Regions from separate parts of the Mus musculus genome. Here region 2 is linked to region 1. A link is a contact called in public Hi-C data. All regions are on one chromosome and are shown on one strand. The core of a region is the stretch at or near the end of the contact, and the rest is flanking DNA. Distances in the headings are between cores, read along the strand shown.

Evidence for each region. A called contact is a pair of places that touch in the nucleus more often than the background predicts.
Region 2: a contact with region 1 is called in a Hi-C map of the C2C12 cell line, with 6 times the contacts expected there. The contact joins two enhancer-like sites. A contact is called at or near these places in 3 of 39 promoter capture datasets (the 3T3-L1 cell line and 3T3-L1-derived adipocytes) and 5 of 484 Hi-C or Micro-C datasets (the Ba/F3 cell line, the C2C12 cell line, the HPC-7 cell line and 2 more).

Annotation. Positions count from the first base shown.
Region 1 is chr8:31,099,985-31,102,755 of GRCm38.p6, forward strand. No RefSeq gene overlaps it. Among named protein-coding and RNA genes, the nearest start is that of Gm40484, 5.3 kb to the right of the region's middle. Within about 2 kb of position 1,502, at least 12 of the 459 cell types and tissues checked have an H3K27ac peak or open chromatin away from gene starts, as enhancers often do. A contact at or near this core is called in the C2C12 cell line, where this site is marked.
Region 2 is chr8:31,300,044-31,302,858 of GRCm38.p6, forward strand. No RefSeq gene overlaps it. Among named protein-coding and RNA genes, the nearest start is that of 7420700N18Rik, 66 kb to the right of the region's middle. Within about 2 kb of position 1,393, at least 35 of the 459 cell types and tissues checked have an H3K27ac peak or open chromatin away from gene starts, as enhancers often do. A contact at or near this core is called in the C2C12 cell line, where this site is marked.

The sequences.
Region 1 (2,771 bases), core at 252-2,751:
GCTCAACATAGGGAATGGTGCCTCTCATAATGGACTGGGTCTCCCTGTCAATGACCCACTCACCACCCCCAACCCCCAACTTGTCCACAGGCCAATCTGGTCTAAATAATTCCTCATTAGGAACTTAACTTCAGCTTGTACCAAAACTCTTTTGAGAGTTCGTTATCTGATGTTTCTTTCTCAAAGTAATTTGGCTAATTATCATATAATTCCTCATTAAGACGCTCTTCTGAGAAAATTGTAGGTTGTGTCGAATAGGCAGTTAAAAACTAACCAACACGGGGCTGGAGAGACGGCTCAGCAGTTAAGGATGTATATTGTTCCAGCACATGACATGAGTTTGATTCCCACCACCCACAGCAGGTAATTGACAATTATATATGTAAGGCTAGCCAAGGGATCTGACCTCACTCTGACCTTCTCCAGCATGTGAACATACACAGACCCACATATAACCATAAATAATTTTTTTAAAAAAAAGTAACCACTATATTCTTAAAGACAGGGAAGCATATATCTGTGTTTAGAGATACTAACCCTTGTGTTGTGACATAATGTAGGTGCCATTGCTTAGTCATAGGAAAACAGAGGCTAACTAGTGTGCCCAAGGTCATGCAAATAGAAAAATGGAGAAAAAAAAACTATAATTTAAGCCTGGGTTCTCTGGCTCTAGAGCCATGTTTCTCAACACTTTGGTGTCAAGTGACCTTTTCACAGGGGTTCACCCTAGACCGTCGGAAAACAGGGGTGTTTACATCACTCTTCATAACACTAGCAAAATTACAGTTATAAAGGAGCAATGGAAATAATTATATAGTTGGGGTCACCACAACATAAGGAACAGTATCGGGGAGGTTGAGAACCACTGACCACTGTTCTAGAGTCTTTACATTCAACAACTCGTAGTGCCAAGCTTGGCCTTCAGTTCATATCCGGTCTCCTGACGCGCACATGCGTGCATGCATACGTGCATGCGTGGGGTGGGGGGATTATTAGGTGTAAGGGGAAAGAGTTACTACAGAGCAACTGCCCCGGTGTTTAAGAACCAGCAGGCCCCTCTTACTTGGTTGTACATCTGAGGTAGCCGTGGATTGAGGAGCACCGGGTCTTTTCTAATGATTACAACTCCCTGTCTGGTTCACATGGGACCAGAGGAGCCCGCAGCATAATTATCACACGGCCCCATCCTCCAAACCCAGATATGTGACACCTGTCATAAATGATCTGGCTCCTACCTACAAAAACAGGCTCAATATCCAGTTTCCTCTGCCCTCTCGTTGGGCAGTTGAATGTTTGGGCCTCACACGACTGTGTTAGATGCAGCAGCCTGAGTCTTCAGCTGACCGAGCCGCAGCCCTCTGGAACCCTCTGATTCCAGTCTATCTAGTCATCAGGTCCTTCTCTTGTCTCCAGCCTCCCCCTTTTCAGTATTGACTCAAACCCTTGAAACTGCCCTCGTCGGAGACTTAGAAGTCCCTGGGGAAGGGGAGGAATGTTTGCCCAGCTCTTCACCCCTGTAACTAATCCCAGCTGGGAGGTGCCACGGCAGCACAGCTCACGAGTAAACTGCTACTGGGGAGCCCAAAGAGACAGACGCATCTGGAACAAGGCTGGTAGCTACCTTACAATTATGCTGGCCCCCAGAGGGTTACACATGCAGCCCCCATGGGCCCCTGCTAGAAACAGGTCCAGTGAGATCGGTCAGACACAAGACTCTCGTAGCTGTAAAACAACCCATGTGTATTGGTTAATCTATCAAGACCGTGGTGGTAACTTTACAGCATTGATAAGATGTTAATATAAGTCGGGCGGTGACCGGTAAGAAGGACACATGCTCCACTATGTTCATAGCAGCCTTATTTATAATAGCCAGATGCTGGAAAGAACCCAGATGCCCCTCAACAGAGGAATGGATACAGAAAATGTGGTACATGTACACAATGGAATACTACTCAGCTATTAAAAAATGAATTTATGAAATTCCTAGGCAAATGGATGGACCTGGAGGGCATCATCCTGAGTGAGGTAACCCAAACACAAAGGAACTCGCACAATATGTACTCACTGATAAGTGGATATTAGCCCAGAAACTTAGGATACCCAAGATATAAGATACAATTTGCTAAACACATGAAATTCAAGAAGAACGAAGACCAAAGTGTGGACACTTTGCCCCTTCTTAGAAATGGGAACAAAACACCCATTGAAGGAGCTACAGAGACAAAATTTGGAGCTGTGACGAAAGGATAGACCATCTAGTGATTGCCATATGCAGGGATCCATCCCATAATCAGCTCCCAAACGCTGACACCATTGCATACACTAGCAAGATTTTGCTGAAAGGACCCAGATATAGCTGTCTCTTGTGAGACTATGCCGGGGCCTAGCAAACACAGAAGTGGATGCTCACAGTCAGCTATTGGATGGCTCACAGGGCCCCCAATGGAGGAGCTAGAGAAATTACCCAAGGAGCTAAAGGGAACTGCAACCCTATAGGTGGAACAACATTATGAACTAACCAATACCCCGGAACTCTTGACTCTAGCTGCATATGTATCAAAAGATGGCCTAGTCGGCCATCACTGCAAAGAGAGGCCCATTGGACTTGCAAACTGTATATGCCCCAGTACAGGGGAACCCCAGGGCCAAAACGGGGGAGTGGGTGGGTAGTGGATTTGGGGGGGTGGGTATGGCGGACTTTTGGGATAGCATTGAAAATGTAAACGAGGAAAATACCTAATAAAAATAAAATAAAATTAAAAAAAAAAGTC
Region 2 (2,815 bases), core at 143-2,642, 200 kb after region 1:
TCTCCCTAGCTCTTTTCTTACTTCTAATTCCCAGGCCCATGACTCCTCAAAACAGGAGAAGGAATGAGTCAGTTGGGATATATACATTCAAATTCCTACACTGCAACTCACCTAGCCCAAATTCTGCCTCTACTCCATGTGGTATGGTTTTGGGAAGACAGAAGACAGTACTGTATATAATTCTCAGGTACAGAGCACACAGTTTAAAGGTCTTTGGAGAATATATTTTGGCATTATGACCAAGGGATTCACTAAGCATTCCATAAAATACACAGAAGTCATATGGAATACCAGAATAGGCGATATGCCAATGAGTGGGTCTTAAAATTTAAGTTAAGAAGAGCATGGAACTTTATTTTCTTCTTCTTCTGATGAACAGATGTTCTTCCAATGGCCACTCATTCCTCAGGAGATACCCTTCCCTTCCTCTCAAGCCTCTGCCATGTCATTCACTGGGATCTGCTATAAGGATCTGGCCAGCCTAAGCTCTAGATATGCTGTGGTAATTGGTAGATATGAAGCTGGTCAGAGAATGAAGAGCTGTGGCTTCTAGTTCTCCACTGAGAACAACTTTGGGCCAGATATAGTTTTTAACATCAGACATGTTTTCAATACTTGAGCTCGACAATACATATAGTATCCACGCCATGAAATATAACATCCACTCACCTTATGTTTCCTCCCTAGGCGTCTTTCTGAAGGTCACTCTCCATCACATTGGTGTGGAGCCACCTTCCTGTAGAGAACTTGGACACCTGCACACTTCTGCTTCCCACCTCTCCTTCTTCCATCCTCAGTCTAGAATTTGGAATAGGTGAACTTTAGGAAAAGCAGGAGAAAAGATTCCATCCACCCTGTGCTCTCAGTAGATTGAGTTGAAGGAGGATGTTCCAGGGCCCAGGGGAAATATTTTATTAACCTGGAATCACTGTAAGGTCATCAGGTATTGCCACAAGAGTAACCCTTTTCTCTATCAGTCTGTCCTGGAAATCCATCTCACCAAGAAACATGTGAACTGCCTTGAATGAGTTCATCAGCCTTGGGTCCACTTGGAGAGATAGGAGAGCGAACCTATCAGCTTTCCTGGAAAGGAGTAAAAGACTAAGTGAGAAGTTATTTATATTTCTGGCTGTCACCTGCAGCAGGCTGTTAAGATTGCCCCATTGAGTGGCCTCTGCTTATTAATAGAGGGAGTGAAGGTAGAAAAATGGAGTTAATGTTGCAATGAGACATGACATAGCCTCGCGTTTCCAGGATTGGCCTGAAATGAATTAAAGCCAAATTATACCAACAAATCTGTCATGCTGCCCTGAAAACAGGAAGTCTGGGCTGAGCCAACATTAGTCACGGCACACACTGGCAAACTCTACCAGATTGGGGAATGAGAAATGTGCTTCATCTGCAAAAATTAACTTTTGGAATTTGTAGAGTGTTTTCCATTACCCACTCTCGACTCTCCAAAGGCCAGTCATCAAATATGCTTGGCTTACTTCTGCTTCTGCAGCACCATTAAGTGTATGAATTTGTATGAGAAATGGAATCCCAGCTAGCTGTGTGCCCTTGGATAAATGACCTCATCTTTCTGGGCCTGGATTTCTTTTGAAAAATGAGGAGCTTGGCATCTCATGATGCTGGGGTTTTCCTTCAGCTTTGTTGGGGATTAGGAAAGAGTATAGCAGACATTGGTCACACGCCCACAAAATGCTCCATACTGTGCTGAGAAATGGAGAGAGAAAAGAAGGAAGATGTATTCCTTTAAAGAGTTTCCAATATATGCAGGGAGCCACATACTTAGAAAACATGTGTATCTCTCTGTGTGTTATTCTACACAGACATCTACATCATCACAGTAAAAGTCATTTAAAATAGTTGCAAAACCAGTCTTCCTCCTGTGCTATGATGGTATACAAGATACAAAGCTGAAGAAGAAAGGCCCTAAATATATCATATTGCATATTACATATTGTTCTCCAGTTTGCAAGGCCAGCAACCCTTCCCCATGAATTCTGAGGGGAGGAAGAGAAGTGTATGTGCTATGCCATTACCACTCTCCAGCCTCTTTCAGAAGAGGGGCCGAGGAAGGAAGGGGAGTCATCACTGAATGAGTAGTTAGTGCTCTTGGGGAGGAGTTATTGCTTCTCATCCCCCAAACCAAGACTGAGAGGATCTGAGAGAATGTCTTCCGAAGCCTGGAAGCTGCTTAAGGACCCGGAGAATGGTGTTCAAGGTATTGACTGAGTGAATGGTAGGCTCTCAACCTTCTAGAGTCACACAGACATCCTAGGGAGTGAATGTCTAAGGGATGTTGGAGGAATGTACTGGAATATTCCAGCAGTGTCACACGGTCCTGCAAGGCCCATGCTCTCACATGCTCTCTGAGTCCTGGAGGTATATTTGAACCCTAGGAATTTAGTTCTGAAGGTTTTTTTTTCTTTTGAAGAGAGAAAGATCACTGCTTGAGCACACTAGCAGACTTGAAACAGATTGTAGGACAAAGTGAGAAATAGATTCAGCAGCTTCTATGTTATCTAGTTCCCAAGAAGCCACACGTAGAATGTGGTAAGGAAAGACTCATTACTCTTAGTTCATGAACACCACCAGGGATGCAGTCACTGTGGGTCCACCTTGGAAGACAATGTACCTAACGGCACATTGACTAACCTATACTCTAGGTCTTGGAGGTGTGACTGTGGTGTGAACAGATGGTGGGAGCCCCTTTGGGAGAGGCTCTCGGTTGTAGAGGGTGTTGGGGTTGAAGTTGATTTTCTCTGAAAATACACTATTCACACTATCAGCTGGAAGCCTTCAGACTTTG